2 separate regions of the Gossypium hirsutum genome follow, and region 1 is linked to region 2. Evidence: chromatin contacts called from public Hi-C data. All regions are on one chromosome and are shown on one strand. The core of a region is the stretch at or near the end of the contact, and the rest is flanking DNA. Distances in the headings are between cores, read along the strand shown.

What was found. A called contact is a pair of places that touch in the nucleus more often than the background predicts.
Region 1: a contact with region 2 is called in a Hi-C map of leaf, with 2.7 times the contacts expected there. The contact joins the promoter of LOC107921645 here to the promoter of LOC107921064 in region 2. A contact is called at or near these places in 7 of 34 Hi-C or Micro-C datasets (anther, hypocotyl, leaf and 1 more).

What each region holds. Positions count from the first base shown.
Region 1 is chrD01:27,204,257-27,210,961 of Gossypium_hirsutum_v2.1, forward strand. It overlaps LOC107921645, which reads right to left and starts at 5,435. Exons shown (of 1, transcript XM_016851474.1): 1 at 4,659-5,435. The coding sequence starts at 5,435. The coding sequence ends at 4,659.
Region 2 is chrD01:27,074,521-27,081,810 of Gossypium_hirsutum_v2.1, forward strand. LOC107921064 (UDP-glucosyltransferase 29) reads right to left here and starts at 3,830. Exons shown (of 1, transcript XM_016850917.2): 1 at 2,430-3,830. The coding sequence starts at 3,830. The coding sequence ends at 2,430. It also overlaps the pseudogene LOC107921646.

The DNA of each region.
Region 1 (6,705 bases), core at 4,185-6,684, 130 kb after region 2:
CATCCTGCAGTTGCAGCCCCTAAGTCCACTCGAACGGCACCATCTGTGTTGAGGTAAGTCCACTCTCCTGCCAATAGTTCTCCATAAGTCATTTCGATTTCAACGTCCGTAGCCTATCTACTTACCAAGGAGAAATGCTTAGCCCAAGATGCCGAGGTTTTGATTATCTCATCTAGGTTCCATAATTTTCCTTGAAAAATGAAGAGGTTACGATTCTTCCATAGGCGCAAGCCAATAATCCAAAGAGGCACACCCAGTTAGCTTCTACACCATGGGAACTTGGGTTAACCTATAGATTAAGAGATAACCATTCGTCTAGAGTGTTAGAAAAAATTTTAAATTGTTAGGTTCCGGGGATTACCTGTTTCCAAACTTCTTTAGCCAATGTGTAGTCCCGGATGACGTATAAGATATCCTCTGATGAATGACCACAAATTGGACAAGATGGGTCCTCTGCTAAGCCACGCCTAGCTCTTTTCGCCTTAGTAAGGAGTCTTTGCTTAAGAACAGTCCAAAAGAAAAAATAAACTCTTTGCGGTCCTAGGAGTTTCCACGCTTTCTTCCATAATTCATCTTTGGGGCTCCAAGACTCCTCCTTCAACATTTTGAAATCACTTTTAATGGTGAAAGCTCCGGTTGAAGTATGACACCAAGATAGTCTGCTAGGTCATTTAAATAGATGTGGGGGTGGGATGCCCTTGGTATGACCAATGATCTCATCTGGTAACCAAGTCTGCAATAGGTCAAAGTTCCAATTGCCATCCTCTGTGGTCCTTTCTCTAGGTAAACTGTCGAGACTACTATTGACGAGAGCAGGGATATAGTTGATAAAGAGGCCAGCATTAGGGATCTAGGGGTCCTTCCAGCATTGGATTTTGTTCCCATTACCAACTGACCATATGATGTTTTCACACAAGAGGCCTCAGACTTTAGAGAGTGACTTCCAAAGAAATGAGCTTCGACTCCTCTTGATGCTGTCAGGTAAAGAACTATCCAACCCGTATTTTGATCTGATGACTCAAACCCATAGAGCCTATTCGTCAAAAACCACATTGTATCAAAGCTTCAATAGGAAGGATATGTTTTGGTCGCGTAGATGTCTCATACCCAACCCACCGCGGTCCTTCAGTTGGGATACAGAGTCCCAACCTACAAGTGACATCTTCATCATACCGTTTGTGGTGCCCCAGATGAATGTCCTCGCCAACATTTCAATTTCATCGCATATTTTCTTAGGAATCATCATGGATTGCATGAAATACAATGGGATGAAGAGGAGAACTGACTACGCTAAGGTAGCTCGACCAGCGATAGATAGTTGACGCTCGTTCCAACTTTGTAGCTTCATTCTAACTTTTTCCACCACAAAGTACATGGTGTTGTTTGTAACTCTTTGATGGAAGAGAGGAACTCCAAGATAATGTCCAAGATCGTGAACCTTTTGAAACCCAAGCATATTGCTAAGCATGGATGGCACAGACTCCTCAGCACCTTTAGAGAAGAAAATATTTATTTTCCTAAGATTGACCTTATGTCCTGAGAGCTCAAAAAAGTCATGGAGGATTTCCTTTAGTAATTTGACGTGATTTGCAGAATATGATAAGGTCGTCAACAAAGAAGATATGAGAAAAAGATAGCCCCGAGCGGGAAAGACGTATAGGATTCCAGATTCCTCTCAACAGTGCTAAGTTGATAGAGTGACCTAACCATTCCATGCAAAGGACAAACAGATATGGAGAGAGAGGGCATCCCTGTCCAATTCCCCTAATAGGTTTAATTTAGAGGTTGGGACACCATTCCATATAATCTGTATAGAAGAGTTAGAAATAGTAGATATTATAATGTTTCTGAGGTAGTCAGGGATACCTGCCGCCTGAAGAGAAGTATCAATGAAATATCATCGTACACGATCGTATGCATTCTCCAAGTCAATTTTGATAACCATCCCCTTCCTACTTTTGCTGCTCTTCATTGAGTGGATGACTTCTTAGGCGATGATAATGTTATTAGTGATATTTCTTCATGTAATAAATCTGACTTGTTGTTGCACAATAATTTTTGGGAAGATGTGCTTGAAACGGTTAGCAATAACCTTTATCACCAATTTGTAAAGGACAGTACATAAGCTTATGGGACGGAATTGAAAGAAATCCTCTGGGTTTTGGATTTTGGGTATAAGAACAATCAGCGTGTTATTTACCTCAGCATCAATATTACCTCCAGTGAAAACCTTTTTGACCCAATCACATACCGCTGTCCTAACAATATCCCATTGCTTCTGGAAGAAGAGGGCATAAAAACCACCACTGCCTGGCCCTTTAAGCAAAGCCATGTCAAAAAGAGTAATCTTGATCTTCTCATCTATAACCAATCTACTCAAAATGTTGAAGTCAGAGAAGTCGAGTTTAGGAAACTTGTGGGGGGCAGCCTCCTCATAGGGCCAGGGTCTGGTAAAAATTAGTAGCTTCCGTTTCAATAGCCTTTGGGTCAAAAATCCAGTCCCCAGTAGAGTTACGAATAGCGGTTATGCTGTTATTCTTTCTTTTCTGTAGGGCACGAGCGTGAAAGAATTTGGTGTTGCAGTCCCCTAAGTGAAGCCAATCACATCTAGCATTTTGCTTCCAAAGGATTTTCTCATGATGTAGCACATTCTCCAGCTCTTGCCTTAATTCCAATTCATGAGAGGCTAAGAGATTAGAACCCAAAATGTTCATCTTCTTCTGGACTGTAGAAAGTTTATGAATCAAATTTCTCTTGCGAGTAGTGATGTGGCCATAGACGGACTTATTGCAATCCTTTAAATCATCCGTGAGCAGGGCTAAAGACTCTGACATAAAACCTCTAAAATCCCACTGATCCTTGACAAATTTTCCAAAATCTGGATATTCAGTCCACCCTGCAAGAAATCGAAACGGTCTTCCTCTAGGCAAGGTAAACTCCGGCTTAAGATTTACGAGAATGGGTCTATGATCAGACTTAATCTTCGACAAATGAGTAATCAAGCTACTTGGGAAGTTTTTAAGCCAGGCTTTATTTCCTAAAGCACGATCCAACCTTTCAAACAGATTGCCCCGGTGCCATGTAAAAGGAGGACCTCTAACTCCCAAGTCGTGTAACTCAGTTAAATTCACAAAATCACCAAAATAGGGATATCTCTTCCCTAGCAAAAGGCCCCCTATTTTCTCAATAGAAGATAAGATTGTGTTGAAGTCACCGGTAATCACTCATGGAATATAACCCATAGGACTAGATAACCTCAGATTTCGCCAAAGATCTTGGCATTTTTTATAGTTAGGGCTACCATACACAAATGACACCATGAAAGATGATGAGTGAGAATTAGACCAAACCTAGGCTAGAATAAATTGCAAGTGATTATGGACCACCTCCACTTGAACTGAATCTTTACAACCAAGCCAAATGCCCCCGGTGTAACCAATAGCCTCCACACGATGTGAAAACTAAAATCCTAAATTTGTAATTATTTTATCCACTTTCGAGCCACTGACTCTCTTTTCAAGCAAACGGATACTTTCTGGTTTATACTCCATATTATATTCTCAAAAAATACGGGGAAATCTTGCATTGGCACAACCCTGATAATTCTATGAAAAAAATGAAATAGTCATGTAAAATTAACGAGGAGAACAAAATGCATACCGTTAATGTTGAGGCTCACTGGTGTCGCTAGGGTCGGATTCATCATACAATTCAGTGTCCTTTTCATTTGTCAACTTCGTTGAGATAAGATTCACCATTTCTTCCACTATGTCGGCTAGGGAAACTCGGGTGTTTATTGATGTTTTCAAACGACTACCCCTTCCTCGCATAGCAATATTGGATTTTTTACCTCCATGGGAAACACTAATTTTACCATAAATTTTCCGTTCTTTACTTCCTGAGCTATTAGTTCCTAAAGGTTCTAAGTGTCAACTTTTGGTGCGACCAATGGAATTCGGAATTTCCTTAAAAGTGACCACAGAGTGTTTTCCAGGGTCTAAAATACCTTCTGTTAATTGGACAACAACCTCTTTCGGGTATTCAGAACCAGGTTTAAAAAGCACTGTGGTGTTGTCTAATTTGGGCTTGTTTGCATGTCTAGAGCTTCCACTTGGGCCAGCTAGCAAATCGGCCTGTTCGTTAGGGACTTGGACTGATGCCCCTGAACCCATAGGCTCCAAATGTGACATGAATTTGTCTTTTGGTGACCTGCCATTTGTTTGACTTTTGCTTTTGGAGTTTTTTTCCTTGTCATTCGAGATAGTAAGTTTTGGGATAAGGCATAAAACGGTTGTTATTTAGCACCGAATGGGAAGCTGATTCAGGCTCTAACGAAAGTGTTTGATTTTTCTTTCCTTTTTTGGCTTTCGGGTAACCGCTGGCTTCCTGCAAGGGGTTAGGCAAAAAGGTTGTAGGTTCCTGCAGGCTATCTTCAGGGTTCAGTATGGAAAGGCAGCAAATCGTTGTGATGATGAGGCGCCTTTAGCTTGGTTCGCCGGACGGCCATCGTTTCTAACAACTGTCGACTACTTTTTGTTACGGTGATTCAGCACTTGTATCCAAGGGCCATAAAAGTCTTGGTCCTTGGTGTTGAGGTCCGACTCCCCCACCCTACTCGTTAGAGTTTGCGCTGTTGTTTCTTCCATGGCAATGATCGGCTAATTCACTGTTTGTTCCTTTGGGCCCTGACTGCAGTTTTCCTTGATGTGGCTTACCTTACCACAGGTGTAGTAGATGGACGGGAGGCTTTCGTAAACTATTGTTTGTTTCTTCCTGTCAACACCGATGAATGGCACAAGGGGTTTAGAGATATCCACCACCACGGCTACTCTAGCAAACTTGCCCCTTGTCCCATCGATGGTATTGTAGTCAACCTTGACTACGTTGCCAATGACAGAAGCCAATGCTCTCACTAGTCCCTTTGTGTAATAGAAATAATGGAGCCCTGGTAACCTTATCCACGCAATGATCTTGGATGGGTAGTTCTCCTCTGTAAAGAAATACCGATTCCATGGTTGCACCACCAGGTAGTGCCCGTACACCATCCAAGGGACGCCCATGATAACTCTGTTATAGTCGTTCTGGCTAGCAAGTTTTACTAGAAAGTAGTTATTGTCCAGGTCAACTATTTTGTAGTCGCCTGTTAGTTCCCAAAGGCTTTTGATTTTGTTGGCTAATGCTCTGTATCCGATTGGTCTGCCTAGCATTCGTACTATCACCATTTGCTTGTTATGCTCATCGATCAAATAGTGGACTCTTGTCGAGAAGCACACCTGGGGATAGGGTCCATCCATGGATATTGAGACATCATCGTCAAGGAGTGTAACCTCCTCTTCTTCGTTCAAAGGCATGCGCATGCCCACCCTTGGGATTGTACTACTGTTGTCTAAAAGTATTTCTTTAAAGAAGGGCTTGTTTGGTGCTGGTTCTAGCATCACCAGATCATCACCATCTGTTAAGGCGGTGTCTTTGTTTTTTATTTTCTTAGTCGCCCTTAGCAGCTCCGTCGGGATTAAATCGCCGGAGCATTCGTTGCTGTTGATAGCATCTGAGGGTTCGTTGTTGTTCACGTTTTATCTCTCTATACTTCAAAAATTTTTGCTTCTATTGCATATTCCTCTTTCTTTTATCTAGATATTCCATTTTTGATCCTTCATATAAATGATGTTGGACAAAAACAATGGTTTTTGCTTTGTCTATATAAAAAGTCAAATTCCTTTATACTCATAAATCATATATGGCTTTATTAGAAATAATCTAGTAGGCAATGTAGCTATCATATCAATGATATATGTTATGAAATATATACATATTTAAGCAAAAATATTCAAGTTGTTGATACTTTAATATTATTCAAAGTCTAAAAAAACATACCATGAAATATATAAAACATAAATTCATACTTAAATATGAAAAAAAAAAGAGTATCATTTTTAACTTTTTTTCATTTAGAATATTAAAAATCTCAAAATCTTTCATTCATGCATAGAAAATCGCATGTCTTAGGATTGTTGCTTCAATAAGGACATTGTACATCTAGATTACTTTTTCTCCAATGAAATATTGAATGCTATCGAACAAGATCGTGTTGATAACGTGTTATGAAATAATAATAATGCAAAGAACACAAGAATAATAGATGAGAATAATTGGGATTTCTATTGAATTTCTCTTCTTTTTCATCATCATTACAATTAGTATACTCCTATATATATATAGGGAGATTAGACTTCTAATTTTCTAATACATCAATAGGAAATGAAAGGTGAAGAGTTAAGGAAGTTGAAAGGTTGATTATAATAAGCATCTACTTAATAATATTCATAACATCAATTTAATTTTACAAATAAAAATTTTGAATTTTATATTTATTATTTAAATCCATTTTATTTTAAAAAATACAAGGATGTGAATTCAAATATGGGAATCAATTATCACCTTACTTCTTAAAACTTTGATTTTAAAATCTCTTTAATCTTACTAAATTTGAATATTTAGCATATCGATTACACAAAAAAAGATATAATTAATTTATATTTTTGGGCTTCACCTATGTCCATTCATAGCTCTTGGTAGGACCATGACACCTTCTTTTTGTGTAAGAGCCCCACTATTGGCATTGGGCCAGACTCTATCTAAAGTCAAGTTGTGTTTATTGAAAAATTATAAAACTCATTTTCGACCCAACAAATTTTCTTTTGTTTT
Region 2 (7,290 bases), core at 2,580-5,079:
CATGATGAGCTCATTCATGTTCTTGGTATTTGTATGAATTACTTAACTGACATGATTAGTGAAATTGTGTGTTTTAGGCTTTAAGCCCAATTGCTTGGATGCCAATTATAAGTTTATTTTAATGAAAATAAATGGTAAGTTAATTCCAGTTATACGAACTTACTAAACATGAAATGCTTATTTTGTTTTATTTTCTCTGTTTTATAGTACTCAGAAGCTCGTGAAGGTTGGAACTTGGTTGGAGACACATCACACTATCCCTCGAACTTCTCGGTATATAAAGCAATCTAACTTTTGGTATAATGGAATGTATAAGCTAAGTTAGGCATAATGATGAAATATTTTGGTTGTAACTGACTATTGGAATGGCTAGTGTAAGGCATATTTTGATGTAATTATATAAAGCCTTATCAAGTTTGATGTGTGATAAAATGGTGATATGATGGGAAGTATACAAACCTATTGATGAATGGTTTAGAATTAGCATAATTGATAAAGCATGCCTATGAGCATAAATGTGTATTTGGCAAGTTTAAAACACTTGCACATATGAGATAATATATCATGCATAAAACTTGGTATTGACATTGATTTGAGGGTTATGAATTGGCTTGTGAATGTGTTTGGATGATGTTGTAGGTGAAAGGCAAATTGGGTGAGAAAAGTGGCCTGAAAATGACATATTTTTCGTCCACACGGGCAGAGATACGGGTGTGTGTCTCAGCCGTATGTGACACATGGCTATGCGTACGGGCGTGTGGTTTGGCCATGTGTCCCTTGCACCTAATTTTTGAAAATTAAATTGTCCACACAGCCTAGCACGCGGGCGTTGAAAATCTGAATTTACTCTCTCACAAAATGGACCCACCTCATCTGCATGTTATATAGGAGGGTGAGGGAAACTTCCTTTATGGCATTGACCCACCTTAATAATGTTCATACAAACGTGAAGCAGGGGCGTTGAAAATCTGAATTTCTGGTTCAACCATATATATTTACATTCGTTTATTTATTTTTAAATTTATTTGTGGGAATTTTGAAATTATATATTTATATTCCAGAGCAACGTTGATGAATAATTTACTTGACTAGAACATTTTTAAAAGAATAAATTCAACACTTTAGCTAAATTTTGATATATATGGTTGTATTAAATGAAATGTAAATGCAAAGAGCATGTTGATCATTATGGGAGGATGCATTATTAAATAGGGTAAAAACATGCATTCCACTAATTTGATTGTTGTGTTTATCCATTCTCAATAGTTGAGTCTCTAATTTTTATTCAACCGTCGATTTAGTTAGTCTGTATTTCATATTTGTTTCAATTACGTGATTTCATTGTTGTTTACTTTGAATTTGTATCTATTAGTTTATATTATGGCTTAATTTAGATATAAAATCAAATCTTAAAAGATTGATTTGAGGATAAGTTAAAAGCTTTGGGTTGAATGATTAAAGGTGTATTCAACTTATCTGAACAAAATTTGGCCACTTGTTGGGGAGAAAAGACGTGGTTTTGGATTTGGTTTAAAATAAAATCAAATTAATTTAAAATATTATTAGTACCGCAAAATGGAACATACAAAAACAACAGCTTCGAAAAGAAGATTAAAAGAAATGCACAACAGAACACCGCCATGCAAAACCCGAAGATGGACAATCAACGAAGCCTGTCATAAGATCTCTCCATTCAAGCTCCATTACTCTTACGATTTCCATTACAGGGAAAGTGTTGGAACAATGGCAGCAACAACCAAACAATGAAACACTAAGAGCATAAGCTCTTCAAACAGCAAGCAGAAACACAAAGCATCAAGAGCATAAGCTCTCGGTTAACAGGCAGAAAAAAGAAAAAGAAAGAACAATGGCAGCAGCTCTTAGAAAAAGAACAAAACAGAAAACAAAGGAGGAAGAAACACTCACAAACGTGCAGCAAGGAGGCAATCTAAGTTTCACAACTGATATGCTTAATTTTTTAATAAGAAAAACAATACATTTATTACTACCTACTACCACTAAGTAGCCTAGTAACTTTAAAAACATTGCTTGTACCTAAACTAGTCATTCAACACCTAAACATATCAAGCTGTCATCAGCTTGTTCATTTCCAAGTAGTTTAATCAACAAAGAAACTAAAGAGAAAAACTTAACTTGCACACAAGCTGATTATGTCAATCAGCACCTAAAAACATCAAAACAATACCAACTTAGTTCATTTTCAACTAAGTAGCTTAACAAAGAATCTAAAGAGAAAACCTTGCTGTTATAGCAAGTACACGTGCTGCAGCATGTCATCAAGCTGCATGCACTTAAACCAAAACATGTAACAGCAGCATGGTTGGCCAATTTCAACAGAAAGTGATGAAACCAAAAAGAAGAGACTTCATCAAACCTCAAGCTTATTTGTTTGTCCCCTAATTAAACTGTCAAACATTTACTTTTTTATCATGAATCTTCAACCCTCCTTTATGTAGAATTTTGTTAATTTCTTGTACAACTTCATCTACCTCTTCATCTCTTTTGATTTTAATGTGGTTACTCATTTCTCTAGCTTTATTTCTTATATTCTCCCCATCTTTCTCTCCCACCACTTGTTTGATCACTTTGACTATCTCTTCTCTTTCAAGGCTCCCATCCTTACCTCTCTTTACCTCTACTCCAACACCAACATCTTGTACAAGCCTAGCATTCAATGGCTGGTCAATATGCATAAGCATAGGCATCGCTATGATTGGAACTCCAAATTTCAAGCTTTCCATTACAGAGCTCCACCCACAGTGACTCACAAATCCCCCAATGCTTGAGTGTTGCAGTATTTTCGCCTGTGGTGCCCAACCTTCCACCATCAGCCCTCTCTCACCAATCCTTTCCAGATATCCTTCAGGTAATGCCTCTTCAAGTTTGGGTTTATCTTTATCTCCAACAGGGAATCTGAGGACCCAAATGAAGTTCACCTCACTAAGCTCAAGCCCCTCAGCAATGGCTTCCCTTTCTTTATTCGAGAGATAATACTCACTCCCGAAGGAAACGAGCACGGTGGAGGCTTTTCTCTTCTTGGTAAGCCATTCAAGTATCTCTTTCTCGTTCTCATGGTGTTCTTCAATGGCGTCTTGAACTAGTGGACCTGTTGGAACTACCTTCTTGTTTAATAGGATTGAAAGATAGTCCATGTATTTCCCTTCAAGCTCACTAAAACTCTTAACCAAAATGATATCCAAAGAGTGTCTAAAGGCCTGAAAAGTCTTTTCTGTATTACTTGAATCAGGTGGAGTACGCCCAAACTCGTTTCTGGAGCTTTTTGTTGGCATAAAGCAATCGTTTATGTAAAATTCAGGAGAGGGAAACTCCTCCCCTTTAAGTTTCTTCCATGCATGAAATGCGAAAAAAGGCCCAGCTGCAGAAGCAGTGTAGAAAAGTATGGCAGGTATGTTGAGTGAGGAAGCAAGTGTAGGTGCCCAGGGTTGATGCAAATCATAAATAAGCAAATCCGGGTTATGGGTTTTCAATATTGTGGCAAACCCATCGCCGGACATTTCGACGGCTTTAAATAGGGCGTTCAATAGATGGGTTGGCAATCCTTTGGTGGTGTGATAGTAAGAAGGAAGCTCAGGCAACAATGGCAGCTTGAGCTCAATGAATTGAATTGAAAGTGAGTGATGAGGTGAAATTTTTGGCTTGATGGAATCAAGATTTGTAGCGGTGGAACAGAAGTAAACGTACAAGTTATGGTTCATGAGCTTCTTGGCTAGCTCTAAGAAGGATGAAATATGGCTATGAGCTAACCATGGGAACATTAACACACGAATTCTCTTTTGCTTTGTATCCATCTCGCTCTTTCTACCTCTCTTTTGCCTTCTATGTTTGATGGATTTATAAATAGATGAAAGTGCAGAATACCAATTATTACGCACATAAAAATTTCAAACAAATGTATATGATATGAAAGAGACAAAAATGGACCCACCCCACGAGCAGGGTCAGGGAAACTTCCTTTATAGCATGGATCCACCTTAATCATGTTCATACAAACGTGAAGCATGGGGCGTTGAAAATCTGAATTTCCAGCTGGAGTAACGTCAATGAACTATTTAAAATTGTATTTCATGAATAATTTATTAATTTTCTTTAAAAGAATATTTTCAACACTTCAGGTAAATTTCATTTATATGTCAATTAAATGCAAAAGAGCATGAAAGGATGCAATATTAAATAGGGGAAAAACAAGCACGATTGTTGTGTGTATTTGTGCAGTCTTATTCAACGCTGAATACTTTTTTTATATTTTTATTCAACCATGAATTTCTTGTAATTTTTTATTCAAAACTCTGCCGCGGTTACAAAATTTCTTTAACCAAACCAACAGTAGCTGTCAAATAAATCACAAAGTTGTTGGGGAACTGAGAAGGGGGAAACAACATTGATTTTACCATTTAACTTATTTCTGCTTCTCAAACCCGCAATACTAATCCATAACTATTCACATCATTTGTTATATTTGGTTAATTCGTGAAATTTTCTTTGTCTCATATGAAGAGATAGATTATTATACGTCGATATCATCACGTTGTTATGGAGAGAGATTCGTTGTAAACCTATTATAGAATTTATATCGTGAATTTTCATCAAACAAGGTAAACATTATATTCAAAAAAGAAATAAAGTGAGAATCAGATCAATGAAATTAAAAGACGTATAACAGGTGCACGCATTATTACTTTTATGCATATTTGTTTACATTCTTTCACATAATTAATTTTAAAGTTCATAAATCTAACAAAATCAATTAATCAATATGAGTTATCAAATTAAATTAATTAATTTATAATGAGTTATTTATTTACATTGTCATTTTATGTTGACCTTTAGTGGCATTAGCAGCGCTTTTTGAAAAACGCCGCTATAGATCGAGTTTTATGGTTTAAGGATTATGGTTTATGGTTTAAGGGTTGGGATTTAGGGGTTAGGATTAGGGGTTTAGGTTTTATGGTTTATGATTTAGGGTTTAGGAGATAAGGGTTTAGGGTTTAATTAGTGTTTTTTAATTTATATATTAAATAGTTTCTTATATAATCATAAAAGAGATAGTATTAATTTTAAAATATTGAATTAATTATCATTATAATTTAGGGTTTAAGGTTTAGGAGTTACTATTTTAAGGTTTATGGATTAAGAGTTTAGAGATTATGGTTTATGGTTTATGGTGTAAGGGTTGGGGTTTAAGGTTTAGGGGTTAAGGGTTAAGAGTTTAGGGTTTAGGGTTTATGTTTTATAATTCTGGGTTTAAGGGATATTTGTTAAGGGTTTAGGGTTTAAAATAATTATTATTTTTTAATTTATATATTAAATAATTTCTTATATAATTGTAAAAGAGATAATATTAATTTTAATATATTAAAATTATGATTATAGTTTAACGTATTTAAGAGATAATAGATATACTTTATATATATTAAATGATTTAGGATTTAAAGTTTACTTGAGATTTGTTAAATGATGAAATTTTATACAATCAATTAATGCTTTTATAATTAAAAATATTTAATCTAAACCATTTGATATATTTAAATATTAGATTTAAAAAAACATTGATAAAAAAAGTAACAGATTGATATGGATAGGTAACTATCTATTTTAGATAGGACCAAATTATAACAAATGAAAATAAAATGCAAAAATAAAAATAAAATACAAAAACTAAAAATTATAATGTTATCTAATTCTTTCAAATATTACTTAAAATTTAAAAAATTATTTATTTAAAATTTAAAAAAAACGCCGCAAAAAGTAAGCAATAGCGATATTTTTGTTGCAAACGCTGCAAAAAAGTTGAGCAACAATGACGTTTTTGGTCCAAACGCCACTAAAAGTCGAACTATAGTAGCATTTTTTTCCCAAACGCCACGATTATTTTTTTGCAAAACAACATTGTTTTGTAATTATATTTTTTTACCCCAAAATTTCAAATGAAATCTCTTCTAATTTTCCCCCTTCTTTAAAATATCTTTTAAAATCTTTAGAGCCACTTCAGCAGCAACAAAAAGTCAAAAACTCCACCAATATGCCATTTTGATGAATCATCCAAAAGAGGGTCGAAGATGCAATCCAAAATAAATTCCTTCTTCAAGCCTCCTTCTCTATCGGTTGAGCGCTCAAATTCACCTCCAGTTTTCAGCGATGATGAGAGCGATGAATTAGCCACCTAGGAGAAGAGTCAGCACACCATTGTTAACACCTACACGCGTAGACCTTCAAATTTTTATGGGTAATTTCTTTTCTACAAAAAGTCTGGATTTTTGTTTTGTTTTATTTTTTAATTTTATTTACTTTTGGTACTTTTTAAGGAATGACAAGAAAAAAGAATCTGGCGATGACAAGTTCGACAAACCCATATCAGAGGCTAGGGTTTCAAGGGAAGAATGTGGTTCAAATGGGAGAAATCTAAATAAGAAGAGAAGTTATGCACAGTTTCATTTGGAGTTAGGTCAATCTGATTTTCTTCTCCATGCCTGTTCAATTTGTGGGGTCAAGTATCCTCCCAGGGATGAAGCTGATGAAAGGAACCATTCCATTTTTCACAAGAATTTCACTCTTGGGGTTCAATTTAGGTTACATCTCTAATTTGCTTAATACTATATATATACACATGGAGAAGCTTCTCTATGTTTTCGCTTTGTGCTTTTTAACATGCCTTCTGCAGTTCAGGATTGTTCTGCTGCTATTTACATAAATACAATAGTAGCAAAAAAAGAAGTTTGTTCTGATCCAAAAGCTAATAGAGTATTTGAAGAATTTGAAAAGTAGTGAAAGAATGGTAATTTTCACGAAATCTTTTAACTTCTAGCTTCATTTTACAGGGATGGAGAAATGAGAGGGTTGTTCATGCATACCTTAAACTTATTCTTTTTTAATTATTTTTTAGGGCATGCACTTTATACAAAAAATCAATTTATTGGTAGGTTTATGACTGGGTTTTCCAATTTTTCAAAGAAGAAAAATGCTGAGAATAGATGGTCTCTGCAAAAAGATGGGCTACAAGGACGCCAAGTTACTGATGCTTTACGGGTATTAGATTTATCCTTTTTCATCTGTTTCTTGTATGTTCCTAGCTTTCACTGTAAAACGGGATAGCTAAATTATATGGTTTCTGCATGCTCCAAATTCCTGAAAAAAGGTTGAGAACATTGACAAGTAAATTTTTAGAGAAAGTTCTATGAAGTTTTTTCTGGATTCTGTGACGTAGACCCATGTTTTTATTTTGGCATATCATGTAATTGTTGTACAAAGTAA